2 separate regions of the Gossypium hirsutum genome follow, and region 2 is linked to region 1. The links are chromatin contacts, called in public Hi-C maps. All regions are on one chromosome and are shown on one strand. Each heading gives the region's core, a stretch centred on a gene start, on an enhancer-like site or on the middle of the called end of the contact. The rest is flanking DNA. Distances are from core to core; before and after follow the strand shown. Region 1 holds the start of LOC121213668. Region 2 overlaps LOC121213670 (transcription factor bHLH110-like).

Region 1 (5,848 bases), core at 468-2,967:
TTATCTGATTTGGCAGTTTAAGCTGCAACATGTCTTTACAGTGGGTTATCGCATTGCACTGTACTACATATATGCCAGTCTTGCTGCATATTATTATTTGAGTGGCTTAGTCCATATACAAGGTCCTATATGGTGTATTTGGTTGGATGAGCTTAAACAGCTCTTTTGGGGTGTGATCGGGGATGGAGAGGTGTTTTGGTTGCATTCATATGCATCTGGATGTGAGCTACTTGTTTATAATCTACCTGTTCGTTTTAACATTTATGACCGATTTTGTGTGCATGGAGGTGTTAGCGTAGTGACATTTTGGATTGTGATGATTAGTATTTTTGTATCGACCCGTTAACGGGTTTATCTGTTGAGTATTCTGTGTGTAATTTGGATGCTTTGACTGTTACGTTTGTTTGGGACATTGGTTTCGAGTTTGCTTTCTGTTTTTGTGTATCTTTGTAAGTACTTTTCGTTATCGAACTACTATTTAGTTTCTGATCTGTAATTTCGTTGTTAGATACGTTTTGAACTCACACTGAGCTCGTGTAGCTCAACCCCTTAGTGTTTCCCCTTCCAGGTACATTTCTGTTTTCTAATGTTAGACTCAGCATGCCGGAGGTCTTAGAAGGATATGTTTTAAAATGAGCCATTTGGTTCCTTCCCCAATTTTTAAGTCTTGTTAGATTGTTTTGGTTTGTATTAATTTTAAGAACTGCGAAAAAAGGGTTTTATGCGGATTTCTGCATAATGCTATTTTAGATTGAATTTGTTTTTTTTAACTACGGAATTAAGTTTCCGAACGCTTTAATGCATCTTGAGAATTTTTTATTTAAAATGATTAAACGTTTGTGAAATTATTTTCGATCACTTCGATGATCAATGTAACCTCTAAGATTCGGTCCAAACTTCTAGGCTAGGTTATAAGGTGTTACACCCACGACTGCAGCAGGAGTAGGCAACCACCGATTGACATCTTATCCGGTTTCGTCACCTGACACAAATCTTGGTACAACGTGGCCAACACGATTGATCCCTAACTCAGTCGTGTGTATTCTTTGAAGTCAGCTAGGTTTAGTAGCCACCAGCGTACCAAAATTTAAGATTTATCATGCATTAAAATGCCCCCAATTAACCTCAGATGAATGCTCGGGCACATTGTTCTTTGATGACGTTGATCGCGTTCGGAGGAAGCTCTTTGAAATTGGTTTCCAACCACTTCATCTATATTCGACCACCTTGAAACTTGTTCAGGATCTTTCCCAAAAATGCCTCACAAAGGTTCTCTTTATCGGGAATGATCGTTGACCCCGTGATGATTGACCTATCCACCGATAAATCGAGTTGCAAAGCCATGGTATTTGTAGAACATCTTTCCAAGCTAAAATTGAGAGAGTTGGATTTGAGAGAAAAAAAATTAAAATTGCATGGTATTTGTAGAAAAAAATTACCGTTGGAGCCCTTTAAATCTTTTTACCGTTGCAAGCCAACGTTCAAAAAGCCGCTGGAATTAATTGTTGACGGATGAGCTTTTTGTATAACTGATAGGAAAACGCGTTTAACTGATCACGTTTTCCATTTCTCTTCTAAAGAACGACCTGTTTCCCTAAATTAGAAAAATTACCTAAAAAAACTAAATAAAAAATTGACATATATGACTAATTTAATGGAAAAATCTTGAAAGAAACTTTATTTATAAAAATAAAACAAATTGAATATTATTGTTGTAGAAAGAAAGAGGAGGAGAATATGGCGGTTGCGAACGAATAGGTGGCTTGGTGGGCAAGGAGCGATGAACGCGTAAATATACCCAAATGCTAACTCTATACGGAAATAACAACTTCCTTATATATATATACAGTGCAACCCTACGGCAAGAGAGAGAAAGAAACCCTTTTCCTGCCTCCCCTCTATAAGGCTCATATACCACCTCAACCTGAATTACCCTAATCATTTTCCTTGTTTTGTTCCTCTATTAAATACCCCCAAACGCTTCCCACACCTTCTACCTACAACCACTAAAATTCCTCTCCTTTTTTCGTCGAAATCTGCGTCCCAGAACTTCTTTTTTTTCTGGCTCTTTTTCCCTTTTTGTTGGAATCAAACCATTGATCTTTTGGTATTTTTGTGAATGGTGGAAACAATTTGGAGCTGTAGTATATTGATGCTCTCCCTTTGCAAATCGAGGGCGAGCACTCTCCTTCCTCTTTCCGCTGCTTCTGCTTTCGCATTCGGTTCTTGCAAAGAAGGCTGGTACTACCGCTGCCTTGGCCTTGACCCATAAACAACCCCACCTCAATACCTCTATTCCTTTCCACCAATAACCCAGATTTGGTTTTTTTTTTGTTATACGCCCCACAAAATAACAAAACAAACCCTTGTTTCTCTTTTCTCGGTTGTTGGTGAATTATTCATTCGCCTGTTTTTGGTTTTGATTCTTTTTCATTTTGAATTTTGAACAAAATTTTTTTGAAAGAATGTTGCTTTACAAGCAGAAGAAGAGCCAGGGTCCCAAGGGCAACAGGCTCTTGATTAGCGTCACTGTTCTCGGAAGTGCTGGGCCGATCCGTTTTGTTGTTAACGAGGAAGAGCTCGTTGCTGCCGTCATTGATACTGCTTTGAAATCCTACGCTCGTGAGGGTCGGCTTCCTGTTCTCGGATCCAATCTTAATGATTTCCTCCTTTATTGCCCCAGTGCTGGATCAGATGGTATGTCGGTTTTCATTTCAATCTTTAAAGATTAAAAATTTCCAGGATTTGCTTATTTGATGTTAAATGGTGTTTTATTTGGGAAAATTAGTAGTATTCATGATTTTGGGTGTTTGGTATGTTTTTTCATTGCAGCACTAAGTCCATGGGAGACAATTGGATCACAAGGGGCAAGGAATTTCATGCTGTGCAAGAAGCAAAGGACTGAGAAAGTGAAAGACGACGGGAAGGCAGCTGAATCAATTAATAGGAAGGCAAGTGGGAATTGGAAGGCATGGTTTAATAAATCCCTCAATCTCAAGATTTCCTCCCATTAATTAAATAATTCCCAACCCTTTATGATCCTATATTTCTTGGGTTAGCTTTATTTATAAATAAAGCATTGAAAGTTAGTCTATTATCATTAATGGCCATGGTAGAGTGTTGCTTATGTTTTTCACCTTATTTCTCATTTAGGTGAGAAAAGACCTGCAGGAATAAATTGGAACTTGTTTTTCAGTATTTTGCCTTATGCGATAAGAATGAAGAGAACATTCATGGTGTGCTTGATTTTCCATTTCTGTCTTTGAAAGTGTTGCGTTCTATTGTTGAATGGCTTTTGATGGATGATTCTATTAATCTCATACTCTACGTAAGGTTTGGCTTACACCCAGTGTTCAAAAAGTTGTTCTGAATTGTCCATAAACATGTATTTTCAGTAGCTTATATCCATTGCTTGAAATGTTCTTCTGACTTGCCCTTAATATTGCAAGTTGCTTTCAAGGATTTTGATTTGGGAATTGGATATGGCTAGAAATATATAGGACATGATGGATGGACTGAATCATTCAGACTATGACCAATTTAAGAATTCTATTCAACATTATCGCCTGATGGATGCTTATTCTTAGGAATTGGTTCTTTTTATTGAACTTAAGACCCAAAATCAAACCACTTAATTAAAAGTGTATTATTGAGGAGCTGGTTGTGTGGCACTTTCTGAAGGGTCTTTTGAATAATTAGATGTTCGGTGAGGCGAAATAAGCGGCTAATGTTCTGTTATAATTATCGACTTTAAAGGAGTAGGTCTTTGTCGTTGCACAACCTTTTTTCTCCTCTTTCAAACTTAAAAAGGCTGCTTTGGGTGGGAGCACAAATGGGCTCAAAATCTTGTCAATATGTAAGAAATATGGACTAGGGTCTACTTTCTTTTGTTCAATACATGTTTGGTCACACGTTATTAGTTGAAATATGCAACTTGGTTTTGTATATGTGCAAGGTAACCTCATGGTTTTTGGCAGATTTTTCCCCTAATTATTTTATTTATGCATTAATAATCGCGTTAAATCACTATTTAAGTTTGAACTTTGCCATTGTTATCACAGCTTTTAAGTGCTAATTTGGATTAAAAAAATTCAATATGGAAATAATTGTTAAATTCAATATTCAAGTGAGAAGTTTTCATGAGCTGGGATTAGAAAACGGGGTCCATGCTAGCATTGAACACTAGTTGTAAGGTGGCACGTTTTATATTTAGCATTTGGACAAGTTGCCAAAAAAGAAGAGAGATGATAATTGTCCCTATCGCACACTGTTGGGGTTATCATATAGCTACGGCCAGCGGGGTCTCCCTTTCCATCTTCTTTCCTTTTCAGTACTGTCGTTTTCAAGAAAAGCAAATGGAGCGTGGCCGCTCAGTTGCCTTCAATGTGCATCTATGCATTAATATCTTCTAATAACGTGGAGCCTACACAAAAATGTTTGGAGAATCAAATGGAATGGAACTTTTCAGAAGTTATGTTGACCATCCATCTTCAATATCAAATGAAGTCCAGTCCAGCATGGCAAGCTTTCTTTTAAGCAAGTCCATTTAAAGCTTAATAGTGGGACTTACTCGAATATAATAAAAAAGATTTCGTTGGTGTAAGCCCACTTGTGAAAACCGACCACTACAGGCCGCTGTTTCGGCCTAAAGCCCTCGCCTTCTTGCAAACCAAAATAAAAGAAATGTTAATTTGAAACAATCCAACCGATATTTAGCATAAAAACATTAGTCAAATATGTGCTATCACTACAACATTGTATTTGAATGTTACTTACAAATGTGCTCATTCTAAATATATTTTTTATTTTAATTTTATTACTCATTCTTATCCTTCAAAAACAAGGATTAGCCCTTATCGGTTTTTGGAGAGCCCACTAAGGTTGTGGGATTTTAAGTGTTTATATTGGAGTCTATCATGTTTAATTTAAACTTGAGTTTTCGTTCATAATTTTTAATTTTATTAAAATTGAACTTTATAAAAGTAACATATTTTTATTTATGTCTTATTTAGTTGATTAGTGAGAAAAAAAATTATTTAATATATCTATATAATGTAAAAAAGCACAAGTTTATTTTTGAACAAATAAAAATGTTTTATTGTATATTATATTACTATTTGAACATTACCAAATTAATTTTTCAATATATTACCAACTATTATATGATAATAATAAAAAGTATAAATTAATTATTAATTAATATGAAAGCAAATTAAGATAAAAATAACAAAAATAAAATAAAAGTAAAGGGAAGAACTAAAATTCCGGTCATTAAGCCTCTCCGGTATGCTCGAACGTAGTTTCTTCAGCTTCAAAAATAACAAAAAGTAGCTTATCAAAGCATAAACAATTAGAAATAAAATAAGACGAAAAATCCTACATATAATAAAGTTGTCTTACTTAAAGCATACCCCGCTTTATTAGTATCTCAATAAGAAATAAAAAAAAAATCATAAATGAAAGTTCCAAATTCCGACAAGTTGGATTCAATGATAATATGGTCAAAAGACAAATCCTTTAGCTAAGAGAGAGCTTCCCTAAGGGCCATAACTTCTGCATGAGCAAGCTCCAACCTTGTCGATAAGCAGAGAGTTTTACCTTTAATGAACTCACGAATAATAGCAGCAAGTCGAGTAAAACCATGATCATGTGACACAACAGCGTCGACGTTGCATTTAACCCAAGGTCGCTGTCAACGTCGAGATTGGTTGCGTTGAAAAGAAAAAATTTGAACAAGTTGAGAAATCACATTCTTTCAACATCTAAGGTTCCAAATACTCCAAACTAAAGTACGAATGCGATGTGGAAGAGGAAAATGATGAAGGTGAAGACATAATGAAAGAAATCA
Region 2 (5,489 bases), core at 2,556-5,055, 190 kb before region 1:
ATGATTATGAATAGAGATTATGTGCATTAAAAAAGTAATTAAATGTGTGTATTTGCGGATATTTTGGCCTTATGATATAGTTGTATATAGTTGGCATGCCATAGGATTGTGAGTACTCACCCTTGTGTTTTATGATTTGGGCATTGAGGCCTCGGGACAATTTGGAGAAGTAAGGGAATGTGAGCTCCATTCATTGGGATATGTTCGACTCTCCGAGTCATTGGTATGATGGAGATTTGTGTATTCAATGTGCAGTGATAGAGCTCACTTTTATGTTTCATGCCTCCAAGTTTCCAAATTATCATTAATTGATATATGGAAATGTTGTGTGTAAATGCTTGTGAATATATATAAGGTAGTCTAGCAGGTCATTAAAGCATGAACACATTGTTTTGTCTTGATAAATTATCGTTAAATGTGATTTTATAAAAGTGATATTACGGTATGTGATTTATGCACGAACATGTGAATAAATAAGCTAATTGAGTTTATTAATATTGTATGAATATGTTAGCATGTCATCATAGTAATGTGTAATTGCATGTGAGAGTATATGCTAGATTTATGATTTAATGAAGCGTGAATATGTTAGTTTGACTTGGTTGGAATGTGGTTGTGAACGTGTTGTAGTATGCTCTTGTTTAACCTTTGATGTTGTGTATACATTATGGTTATTCCGACATTATGGATGTGAGCGGTCTAGAAATTCCAAGGAAGTGATCCAAGTTAGGCTTAATGGTTGAGTGGGTGATATTATTGCTATTCTTTTGAACTGTGGGAATAATGCAATGTGGTAGAGTGTTGGTTGATTATTGTCGTGATGTTTTAAATGATTGCTTGATTTTATTATTCATTAAATTAATGAACGTTTGATGTTAGTCCATTAGTTTACTTAGCATAAATTATTGATGACGCATTGAACTGCAAATATGGATGTTTTGATGATGAATATTGAGGTTTTATAAACTTGTTGAAGTGGTATATGTTCGATTGAGTTAGATGCCTTGTTTTGGTGTTATTCTTGCTGCTTTGTGCATGGGTATTGATAATCGAGTATTTAGTATCGATACTCCCATGAGATTTTGAATGTGCAGGAAGTCAATAACTCAATTTGGTATCGATACCATTTTTCAAGTATCGATACTCGGGGGTAATAATACTGATACATTTTGGATTTGTATCGATAATTGCTGAGCTTTAATTTTTGTAGGAAAACAAAATGCTAATTTGGTACCGATACCATTGAATGAGTATCGATACTTACGTGATCTTGTGGATTTTTTTTAAAGTGGTCTTAAAGCATACTTTTATTTTGTTATAAGCTCGTTTAATGTATGTTTAGCATCTTGACTTGGAATATTTAGGGTACAGTAAAGGCTGCACTAGTGGAATCCGTAGAGAAGTGCACTTCTTCTATTTGATATTGATTGTACAAGTAGAATCCATATGGAACTTTTCTCCTTCTATTTGACATTGGTTAGAATATGTTTTTTAACCTATAAATAGAAGTAGTTGAAACTCCTCTTATATCATTTGAATTTCAATATTAGTGAATTTTTTTCTTCTCTGCCCATGATTTTTTCCCGAAAGGGTTTTCACGTAAAATCTATGTGTTCTTATTTTTTGTGGTGAGAATCATATCAATTATGGAAGGTCCAAAAAGGAGAAAGATGTTTGGAATAATAAAATAAATGAAATAAAACATTAAATAGAAGTAGTAAACAAATAGACATACTTTTATATTAGCTCATCATCAATTAATATAATATTTCATCTCTCTTTGGTGTTGTTTTTGTTCGAATATGATTTCCTATTGTCTCTTCGAAGAACCATTGCTTTAATACTCCATCTTTTTTTTAGATAATCTTAAATTATTAATGCTAACAAATTTGGGTTTTTTTTCTAACAATTATTTTAAATGCATATGATTAAATATACCTAACTATTGAATTTTATTTAGGCTTAAGGGTACTTGAACTTTTTCAAAAAAAAAAAAGTTAAGCCCTTGCTTTTTTTTTTACTCATTTAGGTATTTGAACTTTCAAAATGCATCAAAAGACCCTCAAATCTTTTAAAGAAAAGCAATTAAGCCCTACTTTTTTTTTTGCACTCAATTGCGTACTTAAATTTTCAAAATGCATCAAAAAGACCCTCAAACTTAAAAAAAAATAATTAAACCCCTGCTTTTATTTAAAAATAGAAAAAAATTATAAAAAATTAAATAAAAACTATAAATTTTATTTGAAAAATTCAAATATTAAAAAATTATTAACAATTAGAAAAAAATATAAAAATTGTAAAAAAAAATAAAATATTGTAAAATTTTATAAAAAAAGTAATACTTATAAAATTTTATAAAGTCGTAAGAAAATTATACAAAATGTAAAGAAATATGAATTTTGTAATTTGTTTTATGAAAATTATCCTACCAAAAGAAACATTTTATAATTTTTCTATAACTTTTATTTTGTTTTTATTTTTTATCATTTTTCGTCACATATCACGCTTTGTTCCAACAAGTGATGACTTTAATTGAAAACAAAACTAATGGTCGTTAATTTTTTATGATTTTTATAAAATTTTACATTTTTTTACTATTTTTATAAAAAATATAATTTTTAATAAATTCTTTAATTTTTATTAAAATTTAATAAATTTTTTAAAATTTATTATTTTTTATATTATTTTTTCTAATTTTTAATAAGAGCGGGAGATTAATTGCTTTTCTGAAAAACTTTGAAGGTCTTTTTTATGCATTTTAAAAGTTCAAGTACCCAATTGAGTAGGAAAAACAATAGGGGCTTAATTGCTTTTTTTGAAGAAGTTTGATTGCCTTTTTGATGCATTTTGAAAGCTCAAGTGCTGAATTGAGTGCAAAAGAAAAAAAGAAGGGCTAATTACTTTGTTTTAAAAAGTTTGAGGACTTTTTACACTATTAGACCTTTTATTTATAACTTTAATATTTTTTTATATCATACTTAAAATTCTATTCAAATTAAGTCTTAATTTTACACCATTTTAAAAAAAATTACCTTAACTATTGTTTAAATTATTGTTAACATGATTATTATTATTAATAAAAAAATATGGCGTATTATCGGTTAGAATTAAAGTCGTGTAATAATATAATACCTAATAATTTGTTTAAAAGTTGTGATAATAAAAAATTATGATATGAAATATCCTTTTTTTTTGAATTAATTTTAAATAAACTCAAGTTCTACTTCTGCTAAATTATTGTTTAAATAAATATACATGTAATCAGCCCACAAATTCAACTAAGGACGTTTTGTATTTGTTGAAAAGTATAGATTAACATGATTATTATTATTACAAAAATATAGCCTGATTATTATTAATAAAAATATGAATTAACAAAAAGTATATATTTTGTGAATTATTTAATTCTTAATATTTAAATGTTCATTTAATAATACCATAAAAAATAAAGATACTTTCATTTATTCAAAAAGAATTCAAATTTATGTTCTTATATTGAGTTAGTATTTGATACACTAATAATATATATATTACAAATATAATTAAGAGGTTGACAAGTATTTTATAAAATTATAAAAAAAATATTTAATCCAACAAATTCAATATAAGCTCGGATATTATACCACATTTGAACTTAATATTTAATGGGATATTTTACTATAATTTAAATTACTCGGTCTTATACGCAAATTATTACGTCAACAATATCTAGAAATGAGTAAAATAATATGGCAGATCTCAACGACTTCCCTGGTGGGGTCATGTATAATTTTCCAGAGTCCCAATCAATCTGTCTGATACATTGGTCAAATGAAGCGTAAAATATTTGATTATATCAACTTGACACCTGCATTATTTAATGCATGCAATCACATTTTAAAAAGTGATATTTGAAAGGTGAATGACGTTTTAGTGGTAGAATTTAAACAAAGTTTTATTGCGTAAATGATATGTGTGGGCTCTAACCAAAATAATTTTCTCTTCAGGTTCCATAATTATGAATAGCAATTTTTATTTTTATTTTATTTATTTTTTGTTGATAGACCAATCTCCTAATGTTGAAAAGGAAAATCTCCATTGTACCCTTACAAGTTATAACACTGTAAATTTTACTTATATTTTTCCTATAATATAGTAGCTCTCTTCGGTATCTTTTCTAAAAAAATTCTCACAATTTCTTGGTTAATTAAGAGTGTTGATATTCATATCTATATTGTGAAATTGAATTGTAAGATTGTTCGTCAATAATGTGTATCTTAATGATCTACAGTTGTTAGTAATATGTGAATTTTTTTTTGCGTGAACAAAATTAAAATTCCTCAATTTTGATCCGTAATGAATCAATCTTCTTCTTTTTTTTTTTATGAGGTGATTCTTATTATTTATACTACTCAATTCTCAATAAAACTATCACAAAAACCTTTTATATCCATTTTAGTTTCTCTTTAAAAAATGAGTATATTAATTTATAGTAAAGAAAGTTTTATGTTTTAACCCTCAACCTTTACACATTTATTTAATTTGATCCATACCTTATTTATTGGAAGTAAATTAGATTTTTTTAAACTAATAAGGGTAAAGGGTCAAAAAGGCCTTAGTAACAATTTGAAAACAATCAATTAAGCCCCTTCAAATTCTTTTTTTAAGAAATCATAAAAATTATAAACAATTTTTTTAAAAAAGTTATAAAAAAATTTAAAATTGTTATTAAAAAATAACAATATCAACCCATTAAAATCAAATGGTTATACGGTTTTAAAATCAAATCATAACATCATCAATTCAGGAAAATTCTGAGTAGTGTTAGTTCTCAGGGTAGCGTTAAGGACAACCTAAAATGATTTGTAAATGTTAGGCGTACATACTAAAACATTGCATGAAAGGGGTTATTTCGAACAACATAAATATGCAATGAAAATCACCTATATAATTGCTATATTGTAATGTGTATAGGCTTGATTGGACAAAATAATTACAACATATTAAATACTTTTATAAATGCTAAAAATCTAACATGAATAGGTTGATTCAGATAGCATAAATTGGACTTAGTAAGCATACGATTCAATCATACAACTTCACTTTCAACTTGTCCAAATCGAACAATAGTTAACATGGTGCAAATTCTGAAATTCAACGTGAAAACTTCACATTCCAATCGTCCCTAAACAAATAGCACATACAGTGCTAGGATCGAAAAAATTAATAATGTAAGTTTGCATGTTCAGGGGTTGTTTCAAAAAGCATACATAATGCAACCAACTTAGGAGATTCAAAAAAGCATTGATTTACCATCAATCCTTCCAATGACAGTCGACATTCAATCAAGCTCAAAATCAAACCTTACCTAACTTAAAACATTGTATAAACAAGAAGATTTATGAACATATTCAGCTACTAAAACTACAGAAATCTCTATAACAATTTAACAAGTATAAATAAAAACTCAGGAGAACTTAGCGACATCATAAACTTACATTCATTTAAAC

What was found. Hi-C and Micro-C count contacts between places; a contact is called where the count stands out from the background.
Region 2: a contact with region 1 is called in a Hi-C map of leaf, with 4 times the contacts expected there. The contact joins the enhancer-like site here to the promoter of LOC121213668 in region 1. A contact is called at or near these places in 4 of 34 Hi-C or Micro-C datasets (callus, fibers and leaf).

The regions. Positions count from the first base shown.
Region 1 is chrD01:46,609,990-46,615,837 of Gossypium_hirsutum_v2.1, reverse strand. LOC121213668 reads left to right here and starts at 1,717. Exons shown (of 2, transcript XM_041086550.1): 1 at 1,717-2,697; 2 at 2,833-3,195. The coding sequence starts at 2,466. The coding sequence ends at 3,014.
Region 2 is chrD01:46,798,992-46,804,480 of Gossypium_hirsutum_v2.1, reverse strand. It overlaps LOC121213670 (transcription factor bHLH110-like), which reads left to right. Exons shown (of 8, transcript XR_005909059.1): 8 at 1-379. Among protein-coding and RNA genes, the nearest start is that of LOC121213670, 6.9 kb to the left of the region's middle. Within about 2 kb of position 3,805, at least 3 of the 9 cell types and tissues checked have an H3K27ac peak or open chromatin away from gene starts, as enhancers often do. A contact at or near this core is called in leaf, where this site is marked.